7 separate regions of the Mus musculus genome follow, and all the other regions are linked to region 4. The links are chromatin contacts, called in public HiChIP or PLAC-seq, Micro-C and promoter capture Hi-C maps. All regions are on one chromosome and are shown on one strand. Each heading gives the region's core, a stretch centred on a gene start, on an enhancer-like site or on the middle of the called end of the contact. The rest is flanking DNA. Distances are from core to core; before and after follow the strand shown. Region 1 overlaps Macrod2 (mono-ADP ribosylhydrolase 2). Region 2 overlaps Macrod2 (mono-ADP ribosylhydrolase 2). Region 3 overlaps Macrod2 (mono-ADP ribosylhydrolase 2). Region 4 holds the start of Flrt3 (fibronectin leucine rich transmembrane protein 3). Region 5 holds the start of Macrod2 (mono-ADP ribosylhydrolase 2). Region 6 overlaps Macrod2 (mono-ADP ribosylhydrolase 2). Region 7 overlaps Macrod2 (mono-ADP ribosylhydrolase 2).

Region 1 (3,243 bases), core at 56-2,555, 260 kb before region 4:
TATGTACTTAAACTATGAAGAGAACTTCAAAACAAATTATTTTAGCATCTTCACAGTAAGTGTTCCTAGTAAAAATTCTTAAGGAACTTGTAAACTGAATAATATACCTTAGTTTCAGTGGAGATATTTTAGTTAAACCAATGTAGAGAATTAAGATGTAAAAACATAAATAAAAATAATTAGTGGCTATAAAAATTATACTATCCTAATAAAATTATATTCTAAATTATCACCAAGAATTGTGAAACTATAAAAAATAGGACTTGCTTAAGAATTCTCACTCTAATAGTCACACAAATAAGCTGAATAATAATATTGAAAGTCACCTTGAAATTAATAATAAAATACTTAGAAAAATGGTAAAAAAAATTACTTCTGGAGAAAACTGTGAAAGTAAAAGGATAAAAAGGATAAAAACAAGACTTTTGTTTCACCTTTAGTCAGAAATATCTAGATTAAGCAAAGGGGAGATTTGGTGTGAACAGGAGTTTGAATGAATCTTCAGATGTATATACTTTCAAAAATGATTCTGGGGATTTCTACATGTTTATTACTTGTGATGTTCATTCCTTTTAAAGTCTAATTAAAATAAAATTTCAATCCCAATCTGCACTAGAAGCTGAAGACAAGCAAATAAAAGTTGAAGACCACCGGCAGTGGTGGCACATGCCTTTAATCCCAACACTTGGGAAGCAGAGGCAGGTGGATTTCTGAGTTCAAGGCCAGCCCGGTCTACAGAGTGAGTTCCAGGACAGCCAGGACTACACAAAGAAACCCTGTCTCAAAAAAAAAAAAAAAAAAAAAAGTTGAAGACATTGGATAATAAGAGTATCTGTTTAATCATTCACAGTTGAAAACAGAGTTACAGTATAACAAAATGACTTAATGAAAAACTATTTAAATGTAATAAAAATTTAAATGTAACAAACAATTTTACGTGTTTAAACATAAAATTTTAAACTTAATAAAAATTTAAATGCAATAAAATATTGAATGTATAAGTTTTCTGGATACGGCTATCTTAACTTAATGTTAGTGTTGGTAAATATTGTACTTTATAGCTGAATGCAATAAGCAATTTTCATGTTTCTGACTATAATTTCAGAATCTGAAATTTATAAGGGATGATATGACAGACTTTTTAAAAACCAACACCACCAAAAATAATTGGAGAGGAAAAAAATAAAACCAATAAGTAAAAAGCCAAGCAGAAACAACTGGGGTAAAAAGCAACAACTGAGCTAATTATAGCTTTCTCCCCAAGCAGGACTCTCCCTGAGGCTGGGGAAGAAGGCGATGGATTGTATTTCATCCAAGAACCTTCCTCTGTTTTCCTTGAAACAGGATAGCTGGGTAAGCCAGCTCCTTGCTGTTAGGAGCTTTATTTTCAAAGCAGATCTTCCAAAATGATTCCAGATTTAAGGATAACAAAATTTCTTGATATTTTGCACATGTTTTTTGAAGATTAAATAAACATTTCCAAGTCAACTCCCTCTCTGGGCATTCCTCCCTCTATATTTCTCCAAAAACACTATTATATTTGAAAATTTAAAAGTTTGGGAGATGCTTTTGTGATGAGATGGGAAGCCAAGAACAACAAGCAGCCTTCATTCCCATATAGAAGTTATTTAGATCCATCCAAATATTTACGCAGCTATTTATTTATGCAACAATGACAATATATGCATGCTAACCAATAATATTGTTATTTTACCCAGAATTCATCACTTAAGTCTTGAGAGAAGGAATAAGACTATCAAATTATTTTTCAAATTTAAGACCCGTATTCTTTCATGCTTACCAGATGCTATGGAACACCAAATTTCAAGTCATCATGATTTACACAACGAAAGTAGTTCTCAATGGGAAGTACTCAGGTGGTGGCAGGCTGAGCTCATGGGGAGCTCCCCAGACTACTAATAAACTTATGAATGCACTCCAGTTGATTCTCAAAATGATCCACTCAGGTCTGCATCACTAACTCCACAATAAAGGGCACACGAGTCATCTTAGAGAAGACAAGACTGACAATGAGGCTGAAGTCACAAGCTAGCACTTGTAAAATCAAGGAATCCAAATGAGGCTACCAGTTCCAATTGTTTTGTTTTGTTTCATCATATTCTGTTGCCACAAAAGTGTATGCGCAGCATTCAATGTAAAATGTAGCCATGATAATTTTGAAGTGTTTTTGGTTAAATGGGATAGGTAGTTTACAATGCTGAAGGAAGACAAAAATTTCCTTTTCAAGGATCATATTCACAAATTTCACAAGGGTGCTAATTAATAGTAAAAAGTCTAGTCAAAGAAATAAGTTCTTGGTTAACAAAGGCATGTGTTTGTTCCTTGGTGTAGGGCTTTTGTCACTTTGCTTCATTAGTGTTGTTTCAGGTCATTCACAGAGTAGTTGGAAAGGTGTCACTTGGATTTGTGAGGACTCCAGTTGTGTGGTTTATGGTAGGATTTCCCTTTGGAAATCAGAATTGAGTCACATTCATCCCCTAAGGCTCAAGGGTTGTAATGGCACACCACAGAACCTTAGCCATCAGGAGGAAAGGAAATGCAGACGGGAGCTGAAGGAGCTTGAGAAGGTGGTAGAGTTGATGGATCAGTCCTTTTAATAAGGTCAAATAACTGCAGTGAAGCTATCAGAGGAGAAAGCAATGGTGAGATAGGAAGGCAGATGTCAAGATGATACTGTTTTTAGTGCTACAAGAGTTGGAGAATTAGCAGGGGCAGAACTGAGGTTGCAGAGAAAAAAAGCAGACTTTAGAAAATAGGACAAGGGGTGGAGATGACAGAGACATTCCTTCAGAATCAGATGGACAGCTGTGTGGACACCAAGGTCACTTAGGGTGACTTCAGGAGCAGCGGAGCTATAGCTGCTCAAGAGTTTGATTCCTCAGTGAACAAAGTGGAGGGAACAGGAGATTGATAACAAAGGTAAAAGGAGAAGAAGGATGACTTCTTTTACAGTCAAACAAGCAACTGGGGACCAGGAGTCAAATGTTAATCCCTCACGTGTGATCAGAAATGTATGCAAACCACAAAAGAGTGAGTGAGACAGATGAATGCATTGTGTCATTATAGAAAGGAAATTCCCTTTCAATTCAATCTTTTCCAACTTCAGAGGCAGAAGGCAAGATGGGAACAATACTCTGTTTAATTTATCACTTGTCACTTGATACATGGCTAGGACAAATCAGCTCCTGCAAATTTCATACAAGCTAAAGCTTCGTTTTTATT
Region 2 (3,280 bases), core at 373-2,872, 480 kb before region 4:
GGAGAGGAGAGGAGAGGAGAGGAGAGGAGAGGAGAGAAGAGAAAGCCTCTCAACTGGACTCTATCTTGAGATCTTCCCGCCTTTATCTCACAAGTGCTGGGATTACAGGTATGGCCATCTATGGTTTTAATTAAAGATTCTTTATTAAAACTTGATGGCACCTTGCAAGGCATTACATTATTTTTAAACAATGATTTATCTTAAGTGAAAGATGCCTCACATTCTCATTGGATGCTCTCACAGCTTCCTAAAGCTTTAGAAGTACACACAATAATTTAAAACAACCTAAGTTCATGTCCTATCACACTTTAACAAAATCTATTGAGTATAAAAGAAAGAACTTCATTTTATAAAGAGATGGTCAGAAAGTTGACCTCTAAACCTTCTATGACACTCAAGATGTCAGATTTCATTTTGATACATCTTGTTCTCATTGTATTCAAAGTTAGGAAATAACCATGTACCAGTTGATGAATGCATAACTGAATATGCAACTAAGTATTAAAGTCAATTTCATAGTATAAAATGAAACAAATATACTCCCAGTTAAAGGTAAATTCATAAACCCCGTGCAATGAGATTATCATTACTATACAGATGCCTGCGATGATTTGAAATCAACGGGCCAATGTACTGGGGCAAACAGGAAAACACCAGAGCAGCTCTTGGACAATCTGATTCCCTTACATAGTATAGTAGCTTGCAGTCACTCTGAGCATCACTGAAGTGATAGCTGGTCATATCAAGTATGAAGTCTAAAAAAAAACCAATGAGTCATCCTCTTCTCACTCTTCTAAATGTTCAATGATTTCTGTATTCTGCTAGCCCATATCCTTACCAAGTTGTGAAGCAGGCTTAGGGAACAAAAAGCAGAGAGAAATGACGACATTTAACAAGAATGTTATTAGAGGAGACTTCTCCCTGATACCGGAACGAAAACACTGGCTCTCAATTTTGGCCACACATTAGAATGATCTTGAGTTTTAAGAAAACATTAAACAACAACAGCAACAAAAATCCAGGTGTCCTGACTGCATCCAAGATCAAATCATAAGGATTTTGAAAGATAATGGGCCGAGATATTATGACTGCAATCATCTTGCTTGATCATTCTCTCTTGTAATTGTTAGTATGTGGGAACATTATCACAACACCAGGAATAGGATATGTGTAAATGTCCTGTAGTGCAACTGGGCACACTATCTAATTCCTGACTGCCAGATAAAGATAGTAACCCAATTATGCTCATTTTATTACACTGAAAAAGACGGAGCCATCATTTCATTTTAATTTGTTCAACTGCTAAAAGAATAATGTATTCCAGTGTCAATATGCCAAACCAAATACATTTCATATGAAAGGCAGTTATTTATGAGCCTTTGTGAGACTGGAAAACTGCCAATGCACATTCTCTAAAAGACCTAGGAGGCTTAGCAGGTAGTAAGCTGAGCTGGCATGCAGGGCCCTGTGTTAATGAAAATGCAGAACTCTGGTTTCCTAACTATTCTTGATTGAGAAATTAGAGTTTATAGTTCCAGTGGCTTTCTGTGCACCACGCACCGCCCAGGCAGAATGAAAATCTGGCACCTATGTACCCCCACATCATGTGACCTCCACGTGAGCATGCTATTCAGGAGGTATGTGGCTTAGCCAGACGGAGAACAAAAGCGCAGCAGCATACAGTGAGTAAGTGAGATCCCTGTGAACCAATTCACTCAGACATAATACCCTAAATCCTTAAAATAGAAAGACACAAAGAGAAAGCGATAGAAAGCCATTTCCACTGCACACCCAAGGGTAACTCACGTAGCAAACGTGCTAATGACAATACAAGATTAAAATAAACACCCAAACCCACCAAGCTTGGAATCCTGTTACATGAATGGGATGTTAACTTAAGGCCTTCTAGGAAAGCTCCCTGGTGAGGAGATTGCCTTCTCTTTTGTTTAAACAGTTATGATTTGAGCTCATCGGACATACATCAGTAGTTATATCTTACAAGAAAATATCTTTTTGAATGGTAAATGTAGTTATTCTTAAAATTAAGAAAACAGGACAAAATATTATTTCTGATCCACCCAACCCTTCCAGCATGCCTTTGAGAAGTAGAGGTGGGTTGCTCCAGATCTTTGACTAAAAGATAGCCAGCCACAGTTTTTGTGTGGAAAGCAAGCCTTCTTCAAGTCTCTCAGAAATACTTTCACAAACCACACAAGCAACCTTATAATTCTTGGGATGCTTCACTATAAAATCATGGCTTTTCTTCTCAAGACCCCTATACCCTTTATAGACAGACACACCTAATTCTTCCTCACCCACAGAATTCCCAATGAAACCTCCTCCCATTCGTACACAAAGATTGAAGTGTACTCCTATTCGATCTGTGTGCCACAGCTTAGACTGAGGGAGAATGCAGATCACAGATCCAATGTCAACCCCTCCACAGGCTTTCTATGACTCCAGTGTGGAAATGCATCAAGACTCACATGGTGTGGCTCCCAGGGACTCCATCTTTCCAGTTTCTACCATGTCCATTCCCCATTTTGAATTCAATTCCTACTTATTACATCCCTGCATTGTTGAAATGATAGCAGTGGGTCTTATGGTCTGCCTAGAGCACTTCTTTCTGCTCTCCCACCTACAGCATCTTGAGCCTAGTTCTCTTTCAACTTACAGATAAAATATCCTTCCTCAAAAAGCCATTCTGAAATCTTAAAGTCAATGAATCCCTCTAACTTTTAGCTTTCTTAGCACCTGAAGTTGTCACCAACATTTATCACCTGCTGTGCCCTGCTTTCTTTCCTAGCTTAGGTGCCCTTTCTATGACAGGTACAGCTCTCAGAGGGCAGGAACGCCGCCAGCAATGCTCAGACTTGCAGGCACAGTGCCTCACCAAGTGGCTGGCCTATGGTGGAATCAACAAAACTTCCACCTTGGGCTCCTTCATGGACTATCCTGTCCTTTTGATTGTTCTGTAGCCATGTCTAAGAATTGGAGACACCCAGTTTAAATCATGACTGAGTTGTGACTTTTAGACAAGTTAATTAACCTGTGTTCTAATGTAAAATGAAAATGAAAATCTGCCTTGCAGAACAGTTGTCGGGCTTTCAGAAACAAGATATGTTTGGCAACACCTAAGAGGTATTGAGCCAAACAGTAACTGGCTATCATCCCTATCCATACAGCAACCTTTATCATTCCCCTAAGGAAAGTCAAGGAAGGGTAATGAAAATATTAAGTAGCAGCAGTATTTTGCATAACTTTGCTCTTCTATTCACAT
Region 3 (3,000 bases), core at 192-2,691, 400 kb before region 4:
ATAAGTCTTTACAGAGGACAATATCTGAAAAATAGAAGGAGTGGATATAAAGTTTCCTTATACACAGAAATGATGCATGTGTTAATTAGATATGTTTCATTTTATATATATATATATATATCTTATATATCAAATATATATATCAGATTAGCATAGACCTGGTAAATATATGCAGTCTTATCTGTCAGGTTTTCAAAAACAAGAAGAAACAAATGGCTTTTTTTGAAAATACTACAGCTAATATAGCTTTATGCCTTTTGTTCAAAGAATCAAAAACTTTTTATGGTTAGTAGGATTTCTATATTTGTTTAACTTAATGTCTTACATGTGTATATATGCTTGCTTACTATGGGGGTAAGATTTTTTCACAAACCTTGTCACTTAAAACTATACAGGCTCAGGGCTTGAGAGGTGATTCAGTAGTTAAGTGTACTTATTGCTCTTTGAAAGGACCTGGTTCCCAGTACTCACCCTCGGTGGCTCACAACTGCCTGTTAACTCCAGCTCGAAGGCATCCAATGCCCTCTCAGTCCTCTGCAAACCCTGGTTCATCTCTCTCTCTGTCTCTCACTCTCTCTCTCTCTCCTACCCCCTTTCTCCTCCCTCTCTCTCTCTCTCACCCCCACATACAAACAAATAAAAATTATTAATCTTTAATATTCATTATAGATTACCCTGTGAAGTAAACTCACATTTTACATTTTGATGCACAAATGGGGCTTTACCCAAAAATTCTCTTGTAAGCATCACATAACCCCTTAGAATAATAGAAAGTGAAATATGGGCTCAAGATGTTTAATTTTTAAAAATTAAACATAGATAATTTGTATAATGCCTACATTCTTTCATTGAAATTTTTTCCTGTTTTCTCTTTATACTATGAGACTATAGATAGTATAATACATCAGCAACAAGTGAAATCCATGATTTATAAGGACTTTAAAGGATTATCACTGAGGTCCTAATAACCTCAACATTAGCTCCTCTTGATGATTATATCGTTTTAATACTAATTAAATAATGCAATGGATTTTAAATAAAAGTAATTTAAAACTTATATGGATATGAGACCATAATATTTGGGATAAAAATAAAATGTTTAAATCAAATTATACATTTGCTACTATCTATCTATCTATCTATCTATCTATCTATCTATCTATCTATATGGGTGGATATTAAAATTAACAAATCAAATTGTCAACTTCTCATTTGAAAATTAATAAAAGCCAGATTTTATTTTGTTAATTACAGCAATATATACATGACCAAAAATGAACACCATCCATTTTGTGGGGAAGCTTTGAAATGAGTGAGTCAGATTAATTACTTTTGAATGATTTGCTTTTATCTTGCCGAAATCCAATATATTATTAAGATGCCTAGACTCTGCAGATAATAGACTAAGGTGAGCCTTCTGTCAGCACACACAAAGGAGCTGAAGTGAGGCTCAGAATAGCACATACAACCCAATATGCTAATCCACAACAAAGGAGCAAGGCCCACAAAGGGCCAAGATGGCAGAAAACTCTCAAAAGAGAGCTGCACTTCTCTAACAAGATTTTCCAACGAGCTCATTAATATTTACTAAAGCCAAGAGAGCTAGGGTTTTTTTTTTCTTTCATTTAGCCACAAATGCCTCCTTAAAATTATTCCTATATCCAGACCGCATTAGAAAAATAAACTATGCATATAAAAGAAGCTTCAAATGAAAGACAATTGGCTTTTAAAATAAGCCTGCTTTTAGTGTGAGCATCTGCACCCAGAAGACCATTTACACAAATTAACATATTTTATCTACTGTAAAAAAAAGAAATAATTCATATATGCAAGATAGTTTAATTTAAATTACTATCAGGGGATGCTTGAACATTATTAGCACACCCACAAAACATATACTCTGATAACTGTAGCAAAGATTTGTACTTAAAAAGAAAACGACGTGGGAAGGTTCTTTTCTAATCGCGACAGTGTTTCATTGAGTTATTTAGTATGGTGATCCAGGGATGCGTGTTGGATATAGAGAGCCTTGGACTGGAATTTTTTTTTAGCTAACCCTGGATGAACACATGCATTCAGTAAACTAACCTTTCTGAGCCTCAGGCTTTCATCTGTAAATGGGTTCACAGGACCTCTGAGAGTTTGCTCAGGATGCTTAGTACAAGCAATGGTCTATTCAGAGCTTTCAGCAAATGCTACACTGCTCTTGCTTCTTGTTTATGTTCCTATCTTTAAAGTATCCACGAGAAGAATTTACACACCACTCCACCACCTTTGTAGGAGTATTATCATCAACTAATGTATCCTCTTCTAGATTTCTCTCCTTTTATTGTAACCTACCATGCATGACTTGCAAATTCCATTTTTTTTTTTTTTTTTTTTGCAAAATCATGTCTTACTTTATGGACCATTATACACTTAAGTCTGCTACTCCATCTAATATATGATTTATGTGTTCCCAAATGTTTATAATTTTACAGCATTATATACACTAGTAGTATCAATATAGCACCATATTGGAGATGTTTCCAAGTATTAGTAAATAACATTGCAGTGTATTGATCTAATATTAAAACAGATATCCCACAAAACATATACTTAATTTCATAGCTTTATGCTCTAAACAAACATCTTAGCATGTTTCTTTCCCCTGGAAATTTTCTAGTTTAATTTTGGAGCAGTAAAAGCTTCTATATTACAATCTGCTTTATATAACCAGAGTAGCTCATTACAAGTTCCTCACTATCGTCTGTGTCTTTTGTGCTCATTTCCCAACTAATCCAATCCACAGGTTACACCTACTACCAAGGCATGCATACAACCTTTGGAGTTTAGCCTATGAACTGGTACCTAATGTAGATACATATTATTTCTTTATCCCTTTCATACCTTACAAGGTAGCACAGAATATACATGTGGTGTATTTAGGTTTCCTCTTTAGTTATTTCTTTATCAGCAAAGTGAACTCTCACTCTTTCACAATATCCCATTGTATCTTAT
Region 4 (3,193 bases), core at 345-2,844:
ACAGATCTGATTAAATATGGATATAAGCCCACAGGAATTTGGTCAGGCAAATTTTTCCTTTTAAAATAGAATCAACTCTCATCTGAAAATGGTTTCTAGAAAGAATTATTTCAAACAATAATTTAATCCAGGTGTTTGATTTTCAGTAACTGAAATCACTCCTATCCTTTCCTGAGAGGTTATCAGTTACACCTACTTTTTCCATCAAAAATCTACGGCCACCTCTCAGTTTAACCTGCACTACTGAAGACTTCTGAGAAATTGGCTTTTCAATAGATGTTAACATGCTAAAGTCCTACTTTCATTCAGTGGGCCATTCCTCAGAAGTCAGCAAGAGAGCAAGCATAGAACAATAGGTGTCGGAACATCTCTTATCGAGGGGTCACCTTCCACTCCTGAGAGCACCCATTCTCAGAGGGGAGTTCTAAAGGTCAAACAGCTGCCAAACTCAAGTTAGGAACCACGTGAAGCTAACGGAGAGAATAGCCATGTACTCCTAAGACAGACAACTAGCCTTCAGAGACAAACAGACCATTTCCTAGAAAGGATAAAGTCATGAGCTTGTTAGAATCAAGCAAAGAAAGAAGGGAAAGGAGATTGCTATTTGGGTAAATATAGAAACAAGATTCGTCACTTAAATTCACTTACTTAGGAGAAAACTTACAAGTCCAAATAACAGAAAACTGATGATAAAATTATACCTGGAAATTAAAGTCTTGGAATCCTGTTAATTAGGCAGAGAAATCTTAGTGTCTTGCAACTGTCACTATTTATTCATGTACGCAAATTAAAATGATTTAAACCTGGAAGAACCATTTCTAACAGATATTTTAAGATATTGATGACTGCAGCCATGCTCGTGGCAGCAAAAACCATAATAATAATAATAAAAAAGAATGTAGTTAGGCTCAACCCTTTTAATTTTAGGGAAGACTGATAAATATGAGTGATTGTATCTTCCTAGTTCTGAAGTAGAGGTATACCCTTATGCACACATGTAGGTGGTCTCTCTAGTAGTACATAAAACAGTCTTCATTATGTGAAAATGCATGTGGAAAAAAAAACCTTTCTACTTCCCAATAAGACTGCTTTCTTCAATATTTTTCACTGTTCTTCCATTTTCTCCCTTCTCCTAAGTAAATCACCATTTGACCCTGCTTTCTCATTTGCCAAATCAATATTAGTTGGGATTGCCATCCTCTGTTCTCCACAGTTACGATTTTAATGTAATAAAAATAATCTGACTTTTGTTAACTTATTTTTGGTACAGATGGCTTGAGCATCAGACACCTGTTTCTCTATTGTGATCTTATAAATATTCTCCTAGCGTGCTTGTGTTTTTCTGAGTGTGCTATCACTACCTTGCAGTAGTAAACTTTAGGGAGCGCGGAGATTCCAGAGTTGCTGCCTACAAACCAAATGGCATCTCAGCTTTGGCAAACTGAAAGGCTCATTTCGGCTTCTCTCACCCCCTCTAGCGTTGGCAAAGCTCATCTGTCTGATTATCCAGTTACCTCACTGAACAAGAGCTGGGCTAAGTCCTGCCCACCTATGACATCACCCCCTTCCTCAACCACTGCGAGGTGAAGCTTTAAACTTCAGACTTGGAGGTGGGCTGCGCGCAGTCAACTGGATGCTCTCGCGCGCAGTCCTCAGCGCAGGAGTGATCTGAAGCAGGACCGCTCAGGCTGCAGCTGCCGTGGCTTTGTGTGCACTGGATGCCGCGCTCCGGAGACGGGGGAGGGTTTTTACTTCAACTCACAGGCAATGGAATTACAGCTGTAGCAGCAGGGTATAAAGGATTGCTTTTTCCTCGTCTTCCTGGTAAGTGTTTTCCATGCTTTTTCTCATAATTGTCCCAGAAACTTCGCTTGCTCTTACTCTCTAGAAGGAAATGACTAGCTTGGTTCCATGAGGGATCCAAGTAGCCACGTTTGCTCTGTCAGCAGGACGGGTCAAAGATGTGCGTGCAAGCCAGCTCTAGGGAAAGTCTTACAAAATAGCCGAATGTTATAAGTTTCTTACAGACTTAAATCATTTTTAAAAATAATAAATAGCTCCTCTCTGTTTCAAGCAATTTCTATCCGCGCAGAGCTTCACGGAAAACTGCAGTTGGAAAGTTGAGTGTTTGAGATAGGAGAGGCAGATTTTTCTCGGCTACAAAAGCGAAAGGTCGCTAACTTGGTGTGTACTGTATGTGTGGTATGATCACCTATCGCTGTTTCTATAACTGTGAAAGAAATCAATAACCCCTCAGCCCATGAGTACGCAGTACATGAAAAGCATACATCTTGCTCGCCGCCAGCAAAGCTGCGCTGGGAGACTGGGATGCCTCTGTAGAGGATTAACAGCTACACCTAGATTTGAAAGCTTGCACTGCTTATCCGGCCCCAGCTCCTTCAGGCATTCCGGGCTCGGGAATCTCAACTAGTAAATCCAACTCAGAATCTCCGGGCCAAACCATATTCCCAGTCCAGGAGACTGTCAAAGCCTATCGCTTGGGCGAGTGTAGAATGTGACTAGCATAGTAACTGGGTAGTCCACTCAGAAAAACTAACAAAGCTCACCCTGGAAGCCGTGCTTGATGTATGCAGTGAGGGGAACAGGGGAGGGAAGCCTCATCAAATGGCAAAGGCAGAGTGTCCCTTCACTTGCAACACACAGTGAAAAATATTGTATTGATACAAATGCGTTAGACCACAAAGCTTCCAAAAGGTATTTAAGTGTATCTAATTAAAAAAAATGTTTTTCAGTAAATTATGTCTGAAACAAAATGGTTGCATAAAGGTAAAGAGTGCAACAGGCCCATCTTTTCTCAACATTGGGAGCGGGTTTATTACTTATTTAGAATGAAAAGGAGATGGAAAATGTTGGTGTTTTCCAAATTACAAAATCAAATGGTTTTTAATAATTATTTTGATTGTTCTCAATAAATCTATGCTTCAAAATGCACATATTTGCTGTGTTATTGGGATGAAACAACATGGTCAAAGCCATGAAAAGTGCTTCAGCTGTGGCTATTCCTTTATTCATCCTTAACTGTGTAAGAATACCCTAACCAGTATAAACAGAAGGATGAACCTGTCAGCTCCCAGGCTACGATCACTTAGGCTTGACTCAGAGTGACAGGTGACTGACACCCATCTCTTTGGAAATGAGCAAAGAAGGTAATTCTTTTAAAGTGCCATAACAT
Region 5 (3,395 bases), core at 690-3,189, 280 kb after region 4:
TCCCAGCAACCACATGGAAGCCCATCTATAATGGGATCTGATGCCCTCTTCTAGCAAACAGGTGTGCATGCAGATAGAACACGGATTAAATAAACAAATAAATAAATAAATAACTTTTCCGATGCTCACATTAGTGTGTTCAATTTAAATTGCTACTACAAAAGCTAAGCACTAATAAAACGTCTCACTAGTTCACGTACCTGGCTCTTTCCTGATCTGTTTGCTTGTTTAGTTTTCCCCAGCACCAGGTGTAGGGGCTCACTGAGGTCAGCATGTGCTCTACCTGTGAGCTATGTCCCAGCCCTGCAGTCAAGCTCTCAAGCTAAAGAGTATTTGTTCTGTGACACTTTGACTTTTAGTTCTCTCAGCACTCACACTCATTGAAACAATGACACTAAAGCGAATCTTTCAATATTTAAAGGATACTTTAACTGCGCTACTCGACCATATTCATACTTCCCTGCAGTTGATTTGAATACTCCCTCCTCGATACTTTTTTTTCATAAAGCAGGCACTACTTAGAGAATTGTTTCTAATTCTCACTTTTAAGTCCATTGTTTGGTCAAAAGGTTCACAAAGGACAGAGACTTGCAACAAAAATGTTTAACAAGCTATCAGCAAGAAAATCAACTTTCAACTGAGTTACCCCCTTTAGCCCCGTTCCGTAAGAAGACAGTCCTGAGGAAATGGTACACCCTTGCTCCATCTTTTATATGCAAATTTGGTGCAAGTTGGTAGTAGCAATGCAAATAGTTTTTCTGAAATTGGGGTCGGAGGTTGAGGTAAGAAAACAGGTTAAAAGAGAAGAAAGAAAAAGATGAAGAAAAATATGCCAGAGAATCAAGCATTACATCACAATATGACCTATGAAACTGAGATGAGACAGACAGGAGGAGAAAAAGAACTTATCGCACAGTTCTATTTCTTAAAGGAATCCGTGCCGCTGTCAATCTAACGGATTTGGATAAGCCTCGATGTGCACAAAACTCAGGGATGGAAGGGTTCATTCACAGAGTGCTCGCTGTCTTACTCCGTGCGACTTCACACTATGAATGAGGATGCAACAGAGAACCACATTGCCGAGGAAAGCCCATTCAGACTTCTCCGAGGGCACTTATTCTCTCCGACAAGATGCTCCTTTTGGGTTCCAAATTTCAAAAGTCACACTGCAGCTGAGCATAGCGGGGACCCCAGCCACTTTGGGATGTCAGGAGGACAGAGGCTGGGACCGGAGGAAGGCAGGTGCGGGTGCAGATGCTCCCCAGGCTCAGCAACTGCAGCCAGAGCGACACCGGCCGGCCGGCACCGGTCCGCGGGACACCCGGCGGGAGGTACAAAGTGCCAGCTGGGGTCCTGACCAACTTGTACCCTAGCCCGGGGGCGCGCGCCTGCCGGGAGGCGAGCACGCGGGGTAGGAGGTGACCCGGCGCCCGGAGGGGTGTGCGCCCACAAGTGCGCGAGCCGCAGGTGCCCGGGCGGCGCGTGGCCGGTGGCGTGCGCGCGCGTGGACGCGGCCGCGGGCAGGAGCGGCACCGGCCGAGAGAGAGAGGGCGCGAGGAGGCTGCGGGCGGAGGGCGTCGCGCCGCCCCGCCGGGCCCCCGCCCCCACCCACCCGCCGCCCGTCCCCGGGGTCGCGGGGCCGGTTACCTTTCTCCTCTCTCCACACCTTTTTCTTCTTGTTGCTGGGGTACATGCTGCCGTGGGGGTGGCTGGCTTTAAGCTGCAAGTTCCCCAGGCTCACGGGCAAACAGGGTGTGTGGAGTGTGGGGGGTGGATGGAGGGGACACTCGGGAGGGAAAAGTGCAAAGGCTCTGCGTCCCGCGCCGCTAGCCGCTGGCCCGTCGCCGCCCTCCTCCCTCGACCCGCCCGCTCTGCCAGGCGGCCGCCGCCACAGCAGCACCTCAGAGCCTGTCAACTAGGTCACGCCTCGCGCTAACCTAACACCCGCGCAGGCCCCGCCTCCCGGCAGCCAGGCAGCGCCGCCGCCCATTGGCTGCTCCGCCCGCCGCTCTCCCGGCTCTAGCCAAGGCGCGCCCCTACTTCAGCCTCAGGGCGCAGGCGCAGGCGCAGGCTTGGGCTCGACGCCGAGGACGTTGGGGAGCTGGAAGGGGCGGGGCCAGAGCTCGAGGAGCGGGGAGGCTGCTTCACGACGGAGGCGGGGCGTGCAGCCACCGCCTGCGGGGAGCGGGAGGAGCAGGGCCTGAGGGCGTGGCCTGCCAGCAGGTGTGCCTGATGACCCAGACCCCGCTGACAATGATGAGAGTCTAGGGGACTGTAGAATGAAGAAGAGGTCACCCGTCCTAGAAGTTGTAACCGCCTCGTCTGAACAGGTTTTACCTGACGCTTTCCTCTCGGTGGACAAATAGAACCAAAAGAAAAGATCCAGACCGTGTGCAACCCGCTGCTCAATCGTGGGTTAGAGATTTAGTTAGAATTCTGTGAAGTTTCAAAAGCTTCACAGTACACAGGGCCAACTCGAGAGTTTTAAGATCTGGTGACCAAAATGTATGAGAACCAAGTCCCACATCAAAGTAAATCCAACTAGTGCCTGGTTGTCTTTTATTCCTGATTGACTTCAAAACAACTTCTCATCCAAAGATCTAGCTCCATCCTAGGTAGTTCTCTCATGATTCAGGAAATCCAATTGCCAGAGAATCTACCTCAAGAGCAGTGACCTAGAACATAGAACTTTTGCACCCTCTTCTTTGCACCCCAAACTTATCTCTCCACGAAGCTGGCTTAGTGGATTTGGGAAACTCACATCTATTCATCAATTTAGGATCAATATAGTTATATGCATTGGCAAATAACTTTAGGGAACACGGTTTGTTCGTTTGTTTGTTTTTTAGAGTGGGTCTTTTGTAGCTCAGGCTTGCCACAATTTAGGGATTCTCGTGCCTCAACCTTAAACTGCCTTCCACCAAAGAGAAGTAAAACGCATTAAAATAATAATAATAATAATAATAATAATGACAATGACAATGACAAAGAAAAGGGAAAAGAGAGACCAAGCTGAGAATTGTAAAGAATGGAAGAATGTTTGAGTAATGAGACTTAAAAATGAATTCACAACATCATAAAACAGTAATATTTATTTTGACATTTTTCTTTGGGATTTTTCTTTAAATGCTATCAAATACATAAAACATTATTTTTGTTGGGAGAAAAAAGCTTCAAGAAGGAAGCCTTTGAAATCACACTGATAATGAAATAAGAAGGGCTTTGACTCATGTAGAATCCAGATAAAATGGCAATGGGGTAGACTTTGGGAGGAAAGATGACGAAGTTCTCATGGATGGTCAAGGCAGTGTTAACATTAACCAAGAGGTGTGGTTTGACACATGGAGGATGTCCCTCAAAGGACCAAGCATCCAAAGCTTTCTTCCTGAATGTGC
Region 6 (3,115 bases), core at 126-2,625, 500 kb before region 4:
CACATTTAAATATTGGTTACTTTACTCTTCCCCGAGCACAGATTGGAATGAAGAGAATAAAAGACTTTCTTTCTTCCTTTCTTTCTTTCTTTCTTTCTTTCTTTCTTTCTTTCTTTCTTTCTTTCTTTCTTTCTTTCTTTCTTTTTTTCTTTCTTTCAGGGGTGCTGCTGTTGCTTGTTTGAAGACAGGGTCTCTCTTTTGGCCCTGGCTGTCAGGGAATTCACTATGTAGTAGAAGAGGCTGGCCTCAAACTCAGAGATTTGCCTGCATCTGCTTTGCAAGTGAATGGATTAAAGGCATGTGCCTACCATTCCCAGGCCAAGAAACATTTTTGTATCCTACATTTCTGAGATGAAAAGCTCTGTGGAGACAGAAAGGGATGAGGACCAGGAAGGGAGCATTAGAGAAAGCATCTTCATTACTACTTTCAGAGTGAGAAAAAGAGAAGAAACAATATGTGGTAGTTTGGTCATGAGAAGACTATTGAGAAGTTTTGATAAATATTGATCAAAATTTTTCAAAAAATTGGCTATGCCTATAACCAAAATTACACAGTATGGAAAAAAATATAGCACCAATACTAGTTCTCCTCAGAATATGAATTATATCAAAATTCTTGTCAAATCATAAACACTCATCAGCAGCATTTTAAACAGCCAGTGCCATTAAGTCAGTCAGCTTCTGACTATATTCATGCATGACTACAGGAGACTGGAGGAAAAAATTTACTTAGGGACCAATTCTGACCTCCACTCAGTCCATGATGAACATTATTTTATGGGAAATGAGAAACCTCAAGTGACCCAGTCTACATAACTCTCATGTATGTGTCACTTGGAGAGAGGCCAACAGCCATTACGAAGATCATATTGCTTTGTCTTATATGCTGGCATTCCAAAGGCCATGTAATTTAAGACAAAAGCTGGTTGTCCAATGTCTACAGTGTTCAACTTAACGCAAACTCTTTCATATGATCTTTCCTTCCATCAGCCTACTATTTTAAAGTACTAGGACACCCAAGCGACTGCATAATCACAAATCAATCTACAACAGATCATCTAACAGGTGCTAGACAAGAGAACTACATAGCTGCTTACAGCATTTACTTATCACTGATACCATCTCCTCTGTGGATAATTCCTGCTTCTCCCCATCACTATTTAGAGTTGCATGGAGAAAGTTCCAGCCCAAATAACCCATGTCACTGCTGCCAAGGATAAATCCACCAAGATAATTCAACTCTCCTGAGGTCACTGGGCCAAGAGATGGGTTCTTCTGTTTCAATATAGGTTTTCTTCTGACCCAAGGCATATGGCTTCAATTACTGCCAGACCATGACCACAAAGACATTTCAAATCCCTGTGAAAAATGTGATTCTAATGTCTCCTGTTTGGTTGTATGTCATAGGCGACACTGAGGTTCTGGGGAATGAGAGGGAGGGGAAGAGCAGGGTGGGAATTTAATCCATACCATCCAAGTTTGTAATGGAAACCTCACTTCTGATTTCTTTCTTTTATCTTGCAAACCACTTACTGCTCATAAGGGACAGCACACACACTTTAACGTATCATGTTTAAACTCCAAAGATGTGGAACAGCTTTATCAAGGGTGACAGCTCTGGCATTCACTAATCTGCTCCTTAAAACAGACAAACATAAATCCAGGCTATTAAATATGTATTAACACAGCAAACAATATTCTGTCTGTGATGATTAAGAAGTGTTTGTGAAGTTATTTTGTAGAGATGCTTATAGAAGGTATTACAATTGCCAAAGAACATTAATAATTAGGACAAGAATTAGTCAACTAATATAACATATTCCACAAGGTACCTTTAATCCACTCTGATTAGTCAAACATTCGATATGAACATAATAATGTTCTGCCTTATTAGATTTCATAAATGACATTTTCTCAATCTTTAATATAACATAAAATGTAAAACCATTGTCTGGTCTTGTAAAAGAATTTTACACAATTAATTATGACTTTCAAGCATATTTTAATTTTATAGACACTGATTTACAACATTCTCCGGGTATTGAATTTAATGGCTCCTGACAAAAGAGATGGGTAAAGATTTTATTCACACTCAGATACACACACAGACACACAGATACACACACACACACACACACACACACACACACACACACACACAGAGCATGGAGAGGGAAAGGAGGGAGGGAGAGAAAGAGAAAGAGATAAAGAGGGAGATTTTGATTGATCGATTGATTGATTGATTGATTGATTTTAAAACAAATAATTTAGATCATCTATTTGTTGCATAATAGAATCACACTAGGAAGAGAACATGCTCTTGCTTAGCTTATCAGCAATATGTGTTCTAACACTTACCAACACTATAGACTTCACACTTTTCTAGCCTAATTTTTCTTCTCTTTGTCTTATTTCAGTGGGAGAGTTACTCTTATTTGAAAATTCCTATTTTTGATTAACTTTATTTCCTTAGCTGTGCTGTATTCTACATATTTCTCTTTGGAGGCTATTATAAGCGGCGTCATCACTACAGAACTTCTCTAACAGCAAAGTGTAAGCTTCCTCTCCTAGCCAGAAAGCCCTGGGTGGGTCTGACAAAAACAATATTTGAGTATATGCAAAACACCAATCAAATTAAATTTCCTGCGGGTATATGATACACTTAAAAGCATGGATATCTTGTTTCCTATGGAAAACATGATAATTTGCCATACTAAATTGTGGTTTTACAGGATACCTGGGAAAGGGCGATTAATTTTTCTTGAGATAGGTGGGCAATTCCATGAAATATGGTCATTCTCATGACCTGTATTGTCATTTCAGACTTGTAACTTTGGGAGGACAAAATATTTCTAAGTACAGCTAATTTCAAACTCCAAAATAAATAAAAACTGCAACTACTAGGAGGAAATATTTTATCAAAGTTTTGCTACTCATCTATTCGTGCTTGAAATTCTTCAATAATAAGAATAATAAAATGCTATGTTGTATTTATTTTCATGCAAACACAGCTAAAGTATCCTCACTAGAAGTTCCTAAACACATCTAGCATAGTTTCATTGCTGTGAAATTTCCTAACTTTTGACATATATACATACATCAAGGGTAAGGTTGT
Region 7 (3,353 bases), core at 192-2,691, 380 kb before region 4:
TCCCAGATGCCTCTGACAAACTATGGATTTACGGACCAACAGATTTGACAAGTAACCATTCTTGCCTTGCTGTACGTAATAAAGAATTGTACTTTTCCTGTTTTGTATTTTCATTCAGTTCAGAGAACACTGTGTCAGGGACAGGATGGATTCCTTGTCTTTTATCAGCACCTACACATAGTAGGCCTTCAGGAAATAAGCACAGTTTAACTTTTATTCTGAGAAATGCTTTACCTTTAGCCAAATCATCAAGAAAAGGTTTTGGAAAACTCCATTCGATCTATTGAATCAGATGAATGACTCCTGATGTATAGACCTCACAGGGTACCACAAATCAGATAACAAAATTCACACAGCAATATTAAATCAGCAACTGCAAAAGTAAGTCTGCTTTAGCAATGAGGGGAAAAAGAGCTCTATATTCAAATACTACATTAGTTATTCATAGTCAAAGATATCTTCTTCTTCTTCTTCTTTTTTTTTTTTTTTTTTTGGTTTTTTGAGACAGGGTTTCTCTGTATAGCCTTGGCTGTCCTGGAACTCACTTTGTAGACCAGCTGGCCTTGAACTCAGAAATCCGCCTGCCTCTGCCTCCCAAGTGCTGGGATTAAAGGTGTGTGCCACCACTGCCCGGCTAAAGATATCTTCGTTACTTCTGTAAGATTATGTGTCTCCACATGGGAAATAATTCCACTGACCTACTAGGCTGTATATAAGATGTCACACACATTTGTGGAAGCAGCTGGCTTTCTAGGTATGCAGAAGCAAATGGAGTCTCACCCTTGTCCCTTCCTTCCTTCCTCCCTCCCTCCCCTCTTTGCTTCCTTCCTTCCCAACTTCCCTCCTTCCCTTTCCCTCCATCTGAGAACAAATGCCTGCCATTTCCATGCAAGCTCAGTGACATGTGCCACCCACCCTGCTTTCATTCTCGCTGCTAGTACTGTTTTGTTACACCACTGACTTCTCAAATATCTTTTCATTCTTCTCTTTTCTCCTTTCTCCTGCTCAATTTGATGAGCTTTTCACAATAAGAAATTACAACTGGGAAAAAAGAAACTCCACCATCTTTATTAGACAGACTTTTTAATATCCTGGTTACATTACTGAATGTAAACAGGAAGGATAAGTATGTCTACCCAATTCCCTTCCCATTGTCTAGCAAGCAAACATTTCTCAACTGAGCCATTAATCCTTCTATTGTTTTCTCTTACCAACAGTCAGAGTTGAGAGATTAGGAGATACTGGCAATTCAATTCAGGATCACAGAAAAAGTCCCTGAATGCCCCCAAAACAAGAAAGGTTGACCTTTCTCATCAAAATCTCTCTAAGTCAGTGTAAACTCTGAAGGCACCATAATATTTATTGGTAGCCTTTGTATACTTGAGGTATGGCATAATAGTGAAAAGAAGACTGTAGCCCTGTTCCATATTACCTTCTCCAAGATACCCAACAATGACTATTCTCTTAAGAGCATTAAGGCATTACGGGGCACTCACCATGTCAGAAGCTGTAAGAAGTGAGGAAGATGATACCAGCCAATTCTAAATTTCACTCCCAATCATGTTTTTATGGGTCTGCTTTGTCTTGTAGGAAAACAGCCCTGCTGTGTAGCTATTCTCCAAGACCCTCACACAGAGTTATACAGATTTGCCACTCACTTCTCTTAATGCATACTAACTTATATTTATGTTGTTGGCACTCATCCCTAAGTTTCTCTTGCTGAAAATGATTTCCTCATTTTTTTAAGATACAGAGATGGTATTAATATGGATCTCCAAGTCTTGACTCTCTCCTGGAAAAATGTTTTTTTACAAATACATTTTTTAGCAACACAGACCCTGTTTTGAAAAGATACAGGTAAAGTGAGCCTGAATGTATTTGAACATTTCTTCATCATAGCCCTATTAAAAAGTTCGGGTCTGTAGTTTTCTTAAGCCTTTTGCAGGAAAAGGTAACTGCTTCACACTGATAGAAGAGGTTTGAGCAGCACTTAGGAAGCCAGCTAGCAGTGGCTTAGCTAGCTCCAAAGTAAGTTCTATTAGAAGGAGAAATAAATAGACAAAGTGCCAAACTCAAAACCATTCTCCTACAGAGATAAACTATAAGTACCCTGCAGAAAGTGAAAACAGCTCTCAGGGGAATGTTTGAGATGTGGGCCAAAGAACAGTGCAACTGTCTATGAGTTAACTGGCAATACTTATGCGGAAAGTTTTAGAAGTTTTAAGAACTGGAAAAGAGCTGCCAGACGGGGGAGCTGATGGTAGAGTCCCGCTGAGTTCTCTGACCATATAGACAAGCATCCAATCAGCTCAGAGTAGGAAATGGCCAACAACAAGCTCAGAGTGAGGTGGTTTCCATTTCCAACAGGAGAATAATTATATTTCAATGTCATCGGCAGTTTATAAACTATCTCCTAGTCCTTGGAATTAATAACATTTAAAATCTTCAAGAAAAATGGGTGCCCTGAACACATCCAGTAATTTACACACGGCTTTTGTGGAAGCTTTATGATATAAAGATTAACTGGGTTGTTTCACTCCTTTAGCAATGTTGAAAATGGTTCGTGGAGAACAAAGATGAAGACATGATTTATTCCCCCTTTCCTTCAATATAAAAAGGCAGAAATTGACTTCAAAAGAATTCTCAGGGAGTTTTAATTATGCGTTAGCAAGAGACTCCAATAAATCAAAGATAGTTGTCTATTCTGAAAAGAAAATCTAGGGGAAAAATCTGACTCCAGAGAAATCTAAACAACTTTCTCAACCCTTAAGAGAACAAACAAGTCTCAGCTTGAAACTACAGAAAACTTGGTGCTCAGCTTACTTATAATTTATGAAAAAATATAAAACTGAATGCATGTTCCCTCTTCATTTCAACTCTAATATTCAAGGTAGGAAATATCTTTGGAAGATGGAGATAGAGAAAGTCTTCAGAGGGCAGATGCTAGTCAGCAGCAAGAATGTGAACCCTTAGGTGGAGACTCCACATTTAGAAGAAGATGTACAGTTAATGTCAATTAGGAAAGACATCTACACAGCTCACTTGCACTTGTTTAATCAGAAAGATTTTAAAATATTGGTAGTGAGACATAAGGAATAGATAAAATGAGAAAAAAATGATAGTTAGGTTGCATAATATGGCCTAAAACAACACAGAAAGACCGAAAAAAGTATAATAGATAGATAGATAGATAGATAGATAGATAGATAGATAGATAGATGATTGATTGACAGACTGATAGAAAAGTAACCGTCAAAATCCAATGTGCCAGGCAAATTGCAGTCAGTCACATTGAAAACCACATTAATTTTTACATTCCCCCTCAAAAGAGTTACAGGAACTTGAGCTACATA

Evidence for each region. Promoter capture Hi-C pulls out the DNA fragments that hold promoters and counts their contacts. A called contact is a pair of places that touch in the nucleus more often than the background predicts. HiChIP or PLAC-seq counts read pairs in DNA pulled down with a chosen protein or histone mark.
Region 1: a contact with region 4 is called in an H3K4me3 HiChIP or PLAC-seq map of craniofacial prominence, with 3 times the contacts expected there. The contact joins the enhancer-like site here to the promoter of Flrt3 in region 4. A contact is called at or near these places in 8 of 39 promoter capture datasets (the 3T3-L1 cell line, cranial neural crest, embryonic stem cells and 4 more), 3 of 484 Hi-C or Micro-C datasets (ECoMG-derived neutrophils, bone marrow-derived macrophages and myeloid progenitors), 8 of 115 datasets of contacts at active chromatin or transcription factors (craniofacial prominence, embryonic limb bud, embryonic stem cells and 1 more) and 4 of 9 other capture datasets (adipose tissue, liver, macrophages and 1 more).
Region 2: a promoter capture Hi-C map of cranial neural crest shows a contact between it and region 4, with 4 times the contacts expected there. The contact joins the enhancer-like site here to the promoter of Flrt3 in region 4. A contact is called at or near these places in 11 of 39 promoter capture datasets (the 3T3-L1 cell line, cranial neural crest, embryonic stem cells and 4 more), 13 of 484 Hi-C or Micro-C datasets (the AML12 cell line, cerebral cortex, cortical neurons and 6 more), 14 of 115 datasets of contacts at active chromatin or transcription factors (astrocytes, craniofacial prominence, embryonic basal ganglia and 6 more) and 3 of 9 other capture datasets (adipose tissue, embryonic stem cells and pancreatic islet).
Region 3: an H3K4me3 HiChIP or PLAC-seq map of embryonic forebrain shows a contact between it and region 4, with 4 times the contacts expected there. The contact joins the enhancer-like site here to the promoter of Flrt3 in region 4. A contact is called at or near these places in 11 of 39 promoter capture datasets (the 3T3-L1 cell line, 3T3-L1-derived adipocytes, cranial neural crest and 7 more), 3 of 484 Hi-C or Micro-C datasets (bone marrow-derived macrophages and macrophages), 10 of 115 datasets of contacts at active chromatin or transcription factors (astrocytes, bone marrow-derived macrophages, craniofacial prominence and 5 more) and 2 of 9 other capture datasets (embryonic stem cells and macrophages).
Region 5: a Micro-C map of embryonic stem cells shows a contact between it and region 4, with 2.7 times the contacts expected there. The contact joins the promoter of Macrod2 here to the promoter of Flrt3 in region 4. A contact is called at or near these places in 1 of 39 promoter capture datasets (liver), 1 of 484 Hi-C or Micro-C datasets (embryonic stem cells) and 1 of 115 datasets of contacts at active chromatin or transcription factors (pancreatic cancer cells).
Region 6: an H3K4me3 HiChIP or PLAC-seq map of craniofacial prominence shows a contact between it and region 4, with 4 times the contacts expected there. The contact joins the enhancer-like site here to the promoter of Flrt3 in region 4. A contact is called at or near these places in 13 of 39 promoter capture datasets (the 3T3-L1 cell line, 3T3-L1-derived adipocytes, embryonic stem cells and 6 more), 6 of 484 Hi-C or Micro-C datasets (the AML12 cell line, adipose-derived mesenchymal stem cells, cerebral cortex and 2 more), 12 of 115 datasets of contacts at active chromatin or transcription factors (craniofacial prominence, embryonic basal ganglia, embryonic forebrain and 5 more) and 2 of 9 other capture datasets (adipose tissue and liver).
Region 7: a contact with region 4 is called in an H3K27ac HiChIP or PLAC-seq map of extraembryonic endoderm stem cells, with 7 times the contacts expected there. The contact joins the enhancer-like site here to the promoter of Flrt3 in region 4. A contact is called at or near these places in 6 of 39 promoter capture datasets (the 3T3-L1 cell line, embryonic stem cells, frontonasal cranial neural crest and 2 more), 6 of 484 Hi-C or Micro-C datasets (bone marrow-derived macrophages, embryonic fibroblasts, epidermal suprabasal cells and 3 more), 7 of 115 datasets of contacts at active chromatin or transcription factors (bone marrow-derived dendritic cells, bone marrow-derived macrophages, embryonic limb bud and 4 more) and 2 of 9 other capture datasets (adipose tissue and macrophages).

What each region holds. Positions count from the first base shown.
Region 1 is chr2:140,932,758-140,936,000 of GRCm38.p6, reverse strand. All of the region lies in intron 4 of Macrod2 (mono-ADP ribosylhydrolase 2), which reads right to left. Among named protein-coding and RNA genes, the nearest start is that of Flrt3, 260 kb to the right of the region's middle. Within about 2 kb of position 1,305, at least 6 of the 459 cell types and tissues checked have an H3K27ac peak or open chromatin away from gene starts, as enhancers often do. A contact at or near this core is called in craniofacial prominence, where this site is marked.
Region 2 is chr2:141,150,488-141,153,767 of GRCm38.p6, reverse strand. The region is part of intron 5 of Macrod2 (mono-ADP ribosylhydrolase 2); the gene reads right to left. Among named protein-coding and RNA genes, the nearest start is that of Flrt3, 480 kb to the right of the region's middle. Within about 2 kb of position 1,622, at least 20 of the 459 cell types and tissues checked have an H3K27ac peak or open chromatin away from gene starts, as enhancers often do.
Region 3 is chr2:141,073,137-141,076,136 of GRCm38.p6, reverse strand. The region is part of intron 5 of Macrod2 (mono-ADP ribosylhydrolase 2); the gene reads right to left. Among named protein-coding and RNA genes, the nearest start is that of Flrt3, 400 kb to the right of the region's middle. Within about 2 kb of position 1,441, at least 10 of the 459 cell types and tissues checked have an H3K27ac peak or open chromatin away from gene starts, as enhancers often do. A contact at or near this core is called in embryonic forebrain, where this site is marked.
Region 4 is chr2:140,669,877-140,673,069 of GRCm38.p6, reverse strand. It overlaps Flrt3 (fibronectin leucine rich transmembrane protein 3), which reads left to right and starts at 1,594. Exons shown (of 3, transcript NM_178382.4): 1 at 1,594-1,824. All of the region lies in intron 3 of Macrod2 (mono-ADP ribosylhydrolase 2), which reads right to left.
Region 5 is chr2:140,393,974-140,397,368 of GRCm38.p6, reverse strand. Macrod2 (mono-ADP ribosylhydrolase 2) reads right to left here and starts at 1,939. Exons shown (of 19, transcript NM_001013802.3): 1 at 1,648-1,939. The coding sequence starts at 1,693.
Region 6 is chr2:141,171,606-141,174,720 of GRCm38.p6, reverse strand. All of the region lies in intron 5 of Macrod2 (mono-ADP ribosylhydrolase 2), which reads right to left. Among named protein-coding and RNA genes, the nearest start is that of Gm25583, 470 kb to the left of the region's middle. Within about 2 kb of position 1,375, at least 4 of the 459 cell types and tissues checked have an H3K27ac peak or open chromatin away from gene starts, as enhancers often do. A contact at or near this core is called in craniofacial prominence, where this site is marked.
Region 7 is chr2:141,049,024-141,052,376 of GRCm38.p6, reverse strand. The region is part of intron 5 of Macrod2 (mono-ADP ribosylhydrolase 2); the gene reads right to left. Among named protein-coding and RNA genes, the nearest start is that of Flrt3, 380 kb to the right of the region's middle. Within about 2 kb of position 1,441, at least 3 of the 459 cell types and tissues checked have an H3K27ac peak or open chromatin away from gene starts, as enhancers often do. A contact at or near this core is called in extraembryonic endoderm stem cells, where this site is marked.